Linked DNA regions of Mus musculus: region 1 is linked to region 2. A link is a contact called in public HiChIP or PLAC-seq data. All regions are on one chromosome and are shown on one strand. The core of a region is the stretch at or near the end of the contact, and the rest is flanking DNA. Distances in the headings are between cores, read along the strand shown.

Region 1 (6,059 bases), core at 3,129-5,628, 200 kb before region 2:
TTATCCAACCCCATGCGGTCAACCCTAAATGCATATAAATATGAGCAACACTTAACTTACTTAGCAGTAGATGTGTGTTTGTGCATGCCTCTGTGTGTGTGTGTGTGTGTGTGTGTGTGTGTGTGTGTGTGTGTAGGCCATGAAGTTCAAAGAGAGTTGGTGTGATGCTGGAGGAGCTGCAGAAGGGAAAATGGGTGGGAATAATACAAATATTCATGTATGAAATGATCAGAAAATTATTAAGCAAACATAAAAAGTGAGTTCGGGAGAGATTTGGGAGCAGGAGCAGACTAGCCATCCAAAACAACTCAGACCTCCCTAGCTGAGAGTGCTCAATACTCAACCCCCTTGGTTTATTTATCCAACTCTGCTCCCCACAGGGCCTGTGCAGAAGCAAAACTCAAGTCTGTTTGGAAGAAGGAAGAGTGTTTTTATTTTTAGAGTTCAGTGCATGATTCCCCTTCACCCTCAACCAACAGAACTACTAGAATGTCAATGGTGTGAATGGCACCATTTCAGGTGAAGGATCCCAAGCAAGCTCACTGCTCACCTGAGCTCTAGCTGTGCACCGAACGATCTGCAGAACCAGGTGTATGTGGTCCTCCCAAGTGTGCAAGACTAGGAAGCTCTCATCCAACATGGGTCGCCGAGAGCTGGGAGTACACCAGCAATGCTTTGCTTGCCTCACATTCTCCCTGAAACTCGTTTAGTAGAGAAACAAATAGACAACATTTCCTTCACCCTGCTTTCCCTGCTAACTGGCATGACTTAAGTACTAAGGGCAAGTCAGGAGTGCTCAAAAGAAAACAAAAAAAGAATTCCAAAAGAGCTCTGGGCACAAAGACAGCTTTAAAAGACAGCATTCATGGCTCATCTTTTTTAGTAACTGGGTGACTCACCCTCGTCCACATAAAGCAGAGAACCTTAATGTTACAGCCTGCTTTGAAGAAGAGCTGCCTCTGTTGAGTTCAAAGAGAATAAAAAACTAGGTCAGTTGCCCAGGGTTTTTAAAGAAGAAAAAGGAAACACACACACACAAACACACACACACACACACACACACACACACACACACACACACACACACACACACACATGTTTCCAATGAAGCCACCATTGTCTTGGTTCCTAACCAAATAAAATAAATAAACTAGTAGGTTTTGAATTTATATCAAAGTAGAAGCCTGAATGCCCAAGAAACACGAGTTATTTAAGCTACTTGTGCTGTGACTCCCTCCCTGTTTCCCTCTGGCTCAGTGTGTGGGAACATTCTCGGCCTAAGGAACAGGAAGAGGGAGGATCATTTCCTGATGTGCTGGTGTCAGCCTCCATCTTCCCTCAGGGCCAGTCCTGGGACATGGTTACTCACAGAATCAGCAACTAATCTCTTTTTGTCCCTTATCCATGCACTTACACGTCAAATGCTCATATTCTGACTTAGGAGGCAGTTCTATTTCAAAACCACTCTGGGACTCAGAGGAAGCACACCCCTATGGATGGTGACCATGTTCTCATGAAAAGCCCCAGGCCAGTCACTGGCTTCAGAGTGTCTCACTTCTGTCCGTTTTGCAATTAGGTTGAAAGCAATATAATTTTCCTCCATTGGCCAAGGACCTGCTAACTGTCATGACTTAAATACAGAATCTGGGGTCTAAGTTGATCTTCTTCCTGCTCAGATTCTTTCTACATGACTCTAGGTCCATTCCTGGAGTCACCTAGCTGGTGGCGTCCATATCCAGCTGCATGAATCAACCCTCTAGCATATTTCTTTCCCATTACTTGCATCCAGTAGAATTTCCCCATGGGTTACCTTTCACTAGATTCTGAGCTCCATGGATGGAAGTGATAACATCTGACTAATGTTTTAAATGAAATTGTCTTTCTTGAACTAGAGTCCAAAAGATTAAATGCAGGTGATCCCTATAAGACCATCTAAAAGGGGTAGATAGGAAAGTGCTCATCTGCCCCCAAATTCCCCCATGTTCACCAGAGAGCAAGTTTGTTGAGTCTATGAATACATAGCTTAGCTAGTCCTCCATATTTTGCAACAATGCCAAATCTATTTGGCCATGGAGAACCTTCTGCCTCACTGACATGTTTCTGGTCCCTGAGCTCTTGCAATCAGACCAGGTTCCATCAGAAACCAGTATTTTCCAGGAAAAAGTCAGTAAAGGATCTACAATCAACCTGGGAATGTATTAGAAACTAGTATTGACAGGAAGTCAGAATTGCCATGGGGCATGAGAAAGCTTAAGGGAAAGACCAGTGCCATCTGAACCAGGCAAGTTCAGAGAAAAGCAGCCCCTTCCAGAAACTGTGTGTAGAGAGAGGTAGACTGGACTTAGCACCATCCCCGCAGAATGCAGTCAGATGGGTCAGTCTCTAGAACAGAGAGGCAGAGCCAGTATGGCAGGAGTGCCTTTCCTTCTAAGGACTCTGAGATGTACAGTGATGATGGCGTGCCTGTCCATGCTATCACTTGGAGCTTCTAAAGTCAGTTATTTTGTCCCCATGTCACCATTGCCTTAATGAATGGCACTGAGGCTATGGATAACAATGACAGTTCTCATCTGGAATGACTCAAATCAATGCTATTTTATTAAATAACTACTATGTGGCATACAATTGCAAGGAGATAAATAAAATATTTTGCTATCCAAGATTTCCAAATTCATGATTTGGTTGGCAAAATAAGTGGTTGTGTTGAGAAGAAAATAATAGCTCCTGTTCTTTGTTTGGAGCCCACCCAGGTAGTCACATCTAATAGAAAAGCAATAGACTTGGGTCAAGCCATCTGCTATGGTTTGAATAAGTTTTTCCCCAAGACCCAAGTATCAAAGGCTTGGTCAAAGCTTGGAAAAAATGAAAGGAAGCAGAAGACTCTAAATGGTGAGACATGATGGGAGATTTTACATCATTGCTTTATGAGGAGATTATGTGGTGATTCTGTCTCTTCTTGATTGCTTCCTGGCCACCAAGAGGTGAGCAGCTTCCTCTTCTGTGCATCCCTACCTTGATGTGATGCTTCATCACAGGCACAAAAGCTACAAGGTCAAATGACAATGGACTAAAACCTCCAAATCTGTGAACCAAAGCAAACCTATTATCTTCTTAAGTTGATTATCTCAGGCGTGTTGTTACAGTAACAGAAAGCCTACGAGTGCACCACTGGAATCTCTTCCTGGCTTTGTCACCCCCCTGATGTATAACCTGACACTGCATTTCTCCTCAGGACGCCAACTCCTTTAGAAGAGGAGGCAGACCCCAGGGACCGCTAGAAGTAGGCCCTCTGCCTCTGTGAACCTCTCAATGGCAGACAGAGAATCTGTCTGGTTCTGAACCTGGGTGGTCCTGAGTTCCACAGAGCAATATGGTCTGCTGTGGTCAGAGAGGCTCCAGTGAGGGAATGTGTGTTGATCTGAGCACAGAAGCAGTGTATATGGGAAGGGCTGCTGCCAAATGGGCTGCTACCAGCCAAGTTGCAAGTGCCAGATGGATCTTGTCCAAACAAAGGGGCAGCAGGCCACAGCTCCAAAGAGGTATAAAACTAGGGCACAGGTAACAGGAGCATCTGTGGGGGCTGGCAGAAGGGAAGTAGTTGTCACAGGCAGATGCTATGTACAACTGAAACCCAAAATGTGTTTTCCCTCCCTTAGCTAAACTGGAAAAGTGAGACCCTCAGAAATCAGATAAGAGCCAATTCCAGGTAGTTAACTCAAGAATCAAGTGCCCTCTAGCTGTGTTTCTAAACCACTTAACAGGTTAAGTTACTCTCTAGCTTATAAGACTTCCAAGGGTCCCTCTGCCTGTGGGAATAAGTCTAAACCCCTTAGTGTGACACAATCTAATCCAATCTCTCACAGTAAGGCCTGTCAATGCTGCACCGGGCAAGTTGCTGGCTGGCTATACTCACTGTTACCAAGATGAGCCTCTCTGTCTATACCACGGTTGCTCATTCACCCAAAGACTTACAAGGCACGTATTGAGCACCAACTCTCTGTTATATCTCATGCCCCAGTTTGAATATGAAACGTCCCTCACAGTCTTATATGTTAATTACTACATTTCCAGCTGGGGATGCTATTTTGGGAGGTGGGCTTGATTTCTCAAGTCTTACTTCTTCCAGTTTAGCTGACTGGGGAAAATAACAAGTTTGGGGCTCCAGGGAGAGGCAGGTTCTTAATTTGACAGGAACACACTCTGTTGCTTGTGACTCCCAGACTCACTATGCCCAGTTCCTGTAACTAAAGAAAGTAGATTCCAGAGTATCAAGTCTTTGAAAGTAATGATTCATCCCCAGTCCCCTCCATTCCCTCTGCTTCCTGTCTGCCATGAACTGAAGCATCTCTCAGCTGTGTACTTCTGCCATCGCAGTGTTCTGTCCAAGTGAATGAGGCCAAGCAACCTGGAACTGAGCCCCATGAGTCACGAGCCAAGTAAGTAATATCTCCTTTAAAAAGAAAGAAGAGAGATGGAGGTAGATGATTCACTCAGTAAAGACCTTGCTGTGCAAGCAAGGGGAGCCTGAGTGTGGATCCTCCACACCCACACAAACAGCCAGGCATAGTATGGGTATCTATAATCCTCTCTCTGGGGAAGTAGAACAAGAAGATCCCTGCAGCTTGCAAACCAGCTAGTCTTGTCCAGGCAATAATATCCAGGCTTAGTGAGAGATTTTGTCTCCAAAAGAAATAATGGAAAGTAAGCCAGGGAGTGTAGGCACTTATAGCCAAGCCTGAGTCTGATCCCAAGGTCCACATGGTAGAAGGATAGACTCCCATATTTTTGTCCTTTGACCTTCACGTGAGCACTATACCACATGTACTTACACACACATCAGCAAAGATGAAGAAAGAAAGAAAGAAAGAAAGAAAGAAAGAAAGGAAGGAAGAAAGAAAGAAAGAGAAAGAGAAAAGAAAAGAGAAAAAGAGAGAAAAGAAAGACAGAAAGAAAAGAGGGAGAAAGAGAGAGAGAAAAGAAAGAAAGACAGGAAGAGAAAAGAGAGAGAGAAAGAACAAAAGAAAGGAAGAAAGAAAGAAAGGAAGGAAAAAGGAAAGAAAGAAAGAAAGAAAGAAAGAGAAAGAGAGAAAAGAGAAAAAGAGACAAAAGAAAGACAGAAAGAAAAGAGAGAGAAAGAAAGAAAGAGAGAGAGAGAAAAGAAAGAAAGACAGAAAGAGAAGAGAGAGAAAGAAAGAAAAACAAAAGAAAGGAAGAAAGAAAGAAAGAAAGAAAGAAAGAAAGAAAGAAAGAAAGAAAGAAAGAAAGAAAGGAAGAAAGAAAGTGAAAGAAAGCAAGCAAGAAAGAAAGTGAAAGAAAGAAAGAAAGAGAGAGAGAGAAAGAAAGAAAGAAAGAAAGAAAGAAAGAAAGTGAAATAATAAATAATAAGTGTAAAAATAATGAGAGAAGTAGAGGGAGGTAGCTGGCATTTGCCTCTTGCCACTATACACATGCTCATACAGGCACTCACACTCATGTATGCATGTGTACACACACACACATGTGCACACACTCAGGAACACATACATGTGCATATAAAAATGAGGAAGAACAACCCACATTTCTTCTTTTTCAAGTGTCCTTATCACAGCTACAGAAAAGTAACCCGTGTGGCCCGGCTCCTCTGGAGAGCAGGTAAGTTACTAGCCCTGGATTCCAGTCTCTTCCAGCCTGGAGAACTTATCTAAGTCTGTTTTGTGTTGTTGAGACAGAATACCAGAAACTAGGTAATTTTAGTAAGCTGGAAAGTTCATGAGCATGGATCCAGCAGCTGGCAAAAGCCTTCCTGCTACATCACAGCATGGCAGAGGTCTTCATGGGAAAAGAGAGCTAATGTGCTAGGGTTGACCTGTCTTCCTCTAAAGTCTCTAATGCCATCACAGGAACCCCATTCTCAGGAATGCACCTGACCCTTATTATCTCTCAAAACCTCACCTCCATAAACCACTAACAAATCAAGTTAAGGCTTGTGTGTCCAACCTATGAACCATGGGGAGACACAGAATCCAATAATTGCAGCTCTGTTCATTGCTAGGTAGAAAAAGTACAGGCTACTACTATAT
Region 2 (6,175 bases), core at 3,257-5,756:
GTTATAAAATATACCCATGATCATTGCTAACAATAATGCAACCACCTTTTGGGTTTCCAGTTCCATCTATCCCCTCCTTCCATCCTTTCCTGTCTCCTTCCACCCTAGGTGCCACCACATCTGTCCCAGACAGAAGCCAGGGCCCAGCATCCAAGCTGAGAATGTGTAGCTGTAATTCATGAGCTGTTTTTTCCTCCACACTTTTTAACAGTTCAGAAAGACAAGGCACGGCAATAAATTGTGTACAGAAAGGACGGCATGTCACCAAAGGGACCATTACCTCCTTAGAAGTCAAGCAACATAGATTAGAATGAAAATTATTTGGGATCTTCATCAGTTGACTGAAATTGTTCAAGGCTCAGCAATTCACTGAGGTTTGCAACTGGGTCATTGGTTTTAGTAGTGTGTGTGTGTGTGTGTGTGTGTGTGTGTGTGTGTGTGTGTGTGTATACACATCTTTTGGTGAGATTCAAAATTAAAAGAAAAACAGACCACTTCACATTCTATGGGCCTAAGATTGCTCCAATGACATAGGTCTGGTATTCTTGACCTAATTTCGTCTGGCTAAGCCTTTTATGGGCACCAGGAGTTCTCCATAAGACGTTGTAGGAGGAAGGAGAGACTGGCTTTCTCAAAGGACAGAATGGCTATATCCCCAGGCAGACAACCTAGAGAGGGAAGGCATCTTTAGAGAGGAGATCTTTCAGAAGTTATTACCTAGACCCTAATAACTCCTGGAAGCAGAAAGTACCGTTACCTTTCCTAGGGATCTAGTTGTCCAGTTCCATATGCTAGACTCTGGGATCAGGAAAGATGGGAAAATATAGGAACAAGAATAAGGGCTATCCTTAAGTAAGAACTTCCTAAGTTCCAGACACTGTGGTAAAGTTTCATGTGCACTGTCTTACAGGATCAGAGAAAAGCCCTATGAACCCAGGTTCTATTGTTATTATCCCCACTTAGGACAAACTGAACCTTCCAGTGGTTCTGAAACTGACTCAACATCACAGAATCTATCAGAGGTGTGCTGATCAGATCGGTTTTTAGTTTTAGGGTTTTTTCTTCATTCTTGCTTTGACATGTACACAAGAGAAACAGCTTTTCAAAGGAGAGATTTAGTTGGGCAGTGATGGTGCATGCCTTTAATCCCAGCACTTGGAAAGCAGAGGCAGGCAGATTTCTGAGATTGAGGCCAGCTTGTTCTACAGAGTGAGTTCCAGGATAGCCAGGGCTACACAGAGAAACCCTGTCTTGGTTAAAAAAAAAAGAGCGAGAGAAAGAGATTTATTTTGTATCACACTTCCCAAGGTTTCAATCTATGGTTCCCAGCATCATTGTTTATAAGCCTGTGGTGAGGCAAGACGTTCTAACCAAGGGAATAGTACTCAAGAATCAGAGGGAAACAGACAAGAAGGAGAAAGGGTTAACAAGAACCCACTGGAACATGTCCCCAGTGACCTATTGCCTACTGCAAGGTGATGCCAATGAACGTCTCAGGGGTTTTCCAAGAGTGCCACTAGCTGGGGTCCAAGTTTCCTACACATGAGCTCATGATGGCAACTTTGTATTTGAGACATAATAACATGGAAGCTTCCATTCAGAGTCAATATTTCCTTGAGAACCACACCCTTGAGCTTTGCCATCTGAGCCTGGTATCCAGGACCTGGCCCCCAGAGATTGTAGACCTACGGCACAGAGGTTAAAACTCAAGTTATAAAATTGAGTTACGTGGCCAGTACCTGCCTACTCTTTAGCTATGCACTATACCTCAGAGAGGACAGTTTTCCTATTCCCAAATCAGTTATATCCTGTAGATGGAAACTTAATAGGGGCATAGATGGCATGTGTGCCTCCAGATGCAAGTATGCATGTGAGGGAGGAGGTAGCAAGCAGATCTCCTCCCGTCAAGAACCCACTTCCAAGACAAGTAACAAGATCCTAGTGACATTATTTCATACAGGAAGCCAGACCATCGTGACCTTATTATTTCTTCTGGGTGCTACCTCCAACTCTATTACAGTACAGCTGAAATTTCCAACACGTGAACTTTGGGAGACACATCTAAACCATACATCTTTCTAATCACCCCAAGAGCAGAGCTCTAGCCTTGACCTCCCAGCAAGTTCCACTATCCCAAGGAAACTGTGACTCATAGCCAATAGTAGGATCCTTTTCTGGGTAGGACTTCCCCCCTCAAATTCCCCCCACCAGCAAATATTCTTCTTTCATATCCTTTATTAGACTCTCTGGTCCTAAGAAAGCCCTGGGCACAGGTGCTAAGAAAGCATCCAAACACCTTCTCCCATTTTGTACCTACCAACATCGTTGCATAGAATGGTCTAGGGTCAGATTATAGCCTAAATTATCTAACCCTAAAGGCTCTTGGGGTCATTTGAACGTATTAAGGGTTCCTAGAGGTGCAGAATAGAGACATTGGAGGCTTCCATGGCCTCACGTCTCTCAGAAATCGGGAAGGGAGGTGAGGGCAACTCGTTGCTTAGAGAAGAGAAGGAGGGATGGGGACTGAGGTAAAAGTGTGCAGGCCCAGAGAAAGTTGGGAGCAGTAAAGTAGGCCAGAGGGTCTGAGCTGAAGACGTGCGATTAGTATCACTAATCATTTCACCAGCTTAAAATAGGTTTGCTCCTCTGAGACCATCTTCCCAGGGTCAGCGGCTTCTGATTAACCCAGGTTGCTGCTGAACTGCAAGGTAGAAAAAGACAGATGGTGAGGCTGGGGGTGGTGGGAGGGGGTGCCCCACCAGAACAGCAGGCAATGAGGTCCCAGGGCAACTCCCTAGTTTCCTTCAGCACCCTATTCTTTCCGGGGGCCACTGTACCCCAAATTCACTGCCCAGCAGCCCAGAACAGAATTAGCTCGCCGCCCCCCCCCTCCCAGAGAGCAGAACCAAGCAAGCCAGGGAGGTAATTGGCAGGGCTTGGGGCCAGCCCCAGGGGGATAGTGATTGGGAGAGTCTCCTGTCTTCAGCATGTCACCCTCACTTATCCTCAGGGTTTGCCTGGAGTATTCTCTGCAGCGGCCTCATATCTGCTCCCAGAACAGCAACTCCAGTGATTCAAAACACGCAGCTCTCTGCCCAGGCACTTGTCATCTCTCAGCCTCCAGACTAGACAGTCCCTTTCCCTCCTCCTGTAAGTCACTTGTTCAACATGGTTGTTTAGAAGGGGAGGGGCTGGTGGGGAGTGCAGGGGCAGAGGCCCAGAATTATAGCAGAAGTTAATTGCCTGGGTGGCAGCGGGCCAAAGCGGGGACATGTCAGCCTCAGAAACTGACCTGGTTCTCTGCTGAAGGTCATTATGGGAACAGCAGATTCAATGTCTTCATCCCACAAGGCCACATGAAAGATGACAAGTTAGCTGGCCTGAGTGCGGCTCGGCTTCCAGTGTGGAGATGGACATCTCTGACGGCCGGGGGGCACCGTCTTCCTTCTAAAGGCTATCTTCACTGATGAGTACTGTTAATTGGTAGCTGTGGGACCACACAGGAGAGATATCATTTCCCAAAATACGTTCACTCAGAAGTCCCCAAGTCCCTCTTTTTCTCAAGCCCATGCTGCCCCATATTTAGAGTCCCATCAATCCTCTCTCCTCCCCTGAGCTATGTCACACCGGCTCATGCAACAAGAGACCATAACATCATGCCTAACCTAACAGAGTCACAGAGCTTGCTACATCAGCAGGTATAGGGCAAAAACCATGCTGAGTGTCCAGTTGCCCTAAGAAGACTGTGAGTCTCCTTGGCCAGGCCTCTGGGTGTGAATACCAATGCCTCTAATTTGAAGATGAAGATCTAGAGTAGCAAAATGATCAGTGACCCCCAAGGTCTACCAATAGACAGGCAATAAAATGTCCGGTAAAGAAAGGGCCCTGGTACTGACCCCAGAGATTTATGGCAAACAGTTTAGAATGGGAACCCTAACAGCTATACTCAAAGAAGGACCAAAGCTGGAAAACTATCATTAAAACCACCTCCCTCTCTTGTCTGTAGCCCAAGGTTAGAACTTGAGAGAAGAGACACCAGGAACACAAAATCAGGTGACCAGATACTGGCATAGCATGAAAAAACAAAGCCAGGACAGCTGTGAGCCTGAACCAGTGCTCTCTGCCCCGTGTCTCCATTTCCTCCACTCCAGGAAGCTAGGACAAGGATTACCCATCATGCAACCTTGTCCACTTCAATCCTAGGGAGATGCTGGCAACCAGTATCCTGGCTTTCATCAGCACCCACCTAAGGCTCCAGTCATCTGCCTTCCGACCACGCCAAGGCATAAGAATGTCCTGGCAGCTTATGAGGCATCTGGCAGCAACTGGGATCCCACAAAAGCATCTCACTCTGCCCTGAAAAGCCCCACTCTTGCATACTCTGGTGCATCAACATGATTTTTGCCCTCTGAGATCACTGTTGGCGAGAATGTCCAGTCCAGATGTTACCACCCAGGATCAGAGAACAATCAGGCTACTGTCATCCAACTCACCACTCACTGACAGCCAAGGGACATGGGCTGACAATCCCATGTACTCACCCATCAAGTATGTAACACAGTTCCCTCTCTCCCTTCTGCAGCTATAACTGCTGATGGACAATGTGCATCCCACTGGCAAGGATAAATTTCTAAACATTCCATCCTAGTCAGTGAAGGATTTATCCTGGCCTTTGGGCCTGACTTCTGGTGAGTCTCCTTCAGGAAAAAAAAAAATCAGGATACAACTGCAGTGACCTCAGTTTGGCACATAAGTACATCACAGTGGCCTACCACTGATCAAGCAAAGATGAAGGCCAAAGCCATTTGTCTTTAAGGCATGGAGGTGGGATTGTCTAACATTGGGTACTGAGTCAGATACTGAGGACAACATTTAAAATAAAAAACAGTACACTGGTAGAGTTAGATGCAAATCAAATGCTAAATAAGTAAGAGATGCCGTGTGTATCCATCTGGAAAGTCCAAGTCATTGTCACAGAGCAAGTACCTGGATCTTAAAGGATGGAAGCATCTTTAGCATCATTAGGATCTGCCTCTAGCAAGAATTTCAGACGGAGCCAGCCCTGGAGAGGGCACTTTGCACATCCAGTATGTTAATCTCCACAATGGTCCCAAAAGGTGGACACTGTTCTCACTTGCAATTGCCTCACTGTAAATTTACAGAGGGGAAAAGGAAGCCTTGAGGTGTAGATCCCAAGTCACAGCACTATCAGAATACTCTGGGACTTGAACCTCATCAGTGTGACTCCAGGTGTGACATTCTTAGTCAGAATGCCATGTCACTTTCCAGAGTGAGAAGCCAGAGCATTGCAGTTACAGCTGCCAGGTGAGGAACATCAGGAGAAGGGCAAGGCATGAGCAAAGACTCAGGGTGTGTTGTCAATGAGTCCTTGGAACCTAGCCAGGCATAGTGAGGACAGGGTGGTGTGCTTGATCACCTAGAAGTCATGGGGTATGGCGAGGGCAGGAGTTGCTGCTTCTTGAAAGCAAGTTGCACTAGATCATGGAAGGCCACGGACAATGGATTCAGACTTAGATGAATGGGCACTCAGTAAGAAGCTGGGCATTCAAGTAGAGAAACAGCATGGTGCATTTAGGTTAAGAGGAGGCAAGGTAGAGACCAGGACATCAATAAGGAGACTATAGCCAGGAATAGCAATGACAACTTGAGACAACGTTTTGATCATTGATGGCTTATGGAGAAAGGATAAAATGCAGGAGTCTAGCACTTTCAAAGGCTGGCCAGCAGGAGAAGATTAACTCTGGGAAGGGAGCAACCACATAGATCCATCCTATGATCCAGCATGTGTCAGCTCAACATAAAGTCCACAACAAAAGAACAAGTTCTGACCAAGGCAGACCAAAAGGGCTTGTGAGTAGACATGAAGTTCCAGCCACAAGATATGGGAAACAATGGGAAAGAAGGGACAGGGGAAAAGCCAGGGATCAGTCGAGCTTTATGGAGGTCGGGGTCAGAGAGAAGAAAAACCATGGGTCTGTGGGGTGGTAAGAGGTGACAAAAGATGTCAGGGAAGGCCATGAGGTGTAAACTGCAAACGGGAAATGTGAAGGATCATGGACAGCTTTTGCCATTCACATGGTAGAGTAAAGAAGGACTATTTTCATTTCTGATGACCCAAAGTTGTATGGGAGATTATGTATAAGGAATGTACAGA

Evidence for each region. HiChIP or PLAC-seq counts read pairs in DNA pulled down with a chosen protein or histone mark.
Region 1: a contact with region 2 is called in an H3K27ac HiChIP or PLAC-seq map of the NIH/3T3 cell line, with 5 times the contacts expected there. The contact joins two enhancer-like sites.

What each region holds. Positions count from the first base shown.
Region 1 is chr14:71,325,255-71,331,313 of GRCm38.p6, reverse strand. No RefSeq gene overlaps it. Among named protein-coding and RNA genes, the nearest start is that of Gm4251, 77 kb to the right of the region's middle. Within about 2 kb of position 4,378, at least 10 of the 459 cell types and tissues checked have an H3K27ac peak or open chromatin away from gene starts, as enhancers often do. A contact at or near this core is called in the NIH/3T3 cell line, where this site is marked.
Region 2 is chr14:71,126,927-71,133,101 of GRCm38.p6, reverse strand. No RefSeq gene overlaps it. Among named protein-coding and RNA genes, the nearest start is that of Gm34757, 37 kb to the left of the region's middle. Within about 2 kb of position 4,506, at least 58 of the 459 cell types and tissues checked have an H3K27ac peak or open chromatin away from gene starts, as enhancers often do. A contact at or near this core is called in the NIH/3T3 cell line, where this site is marked.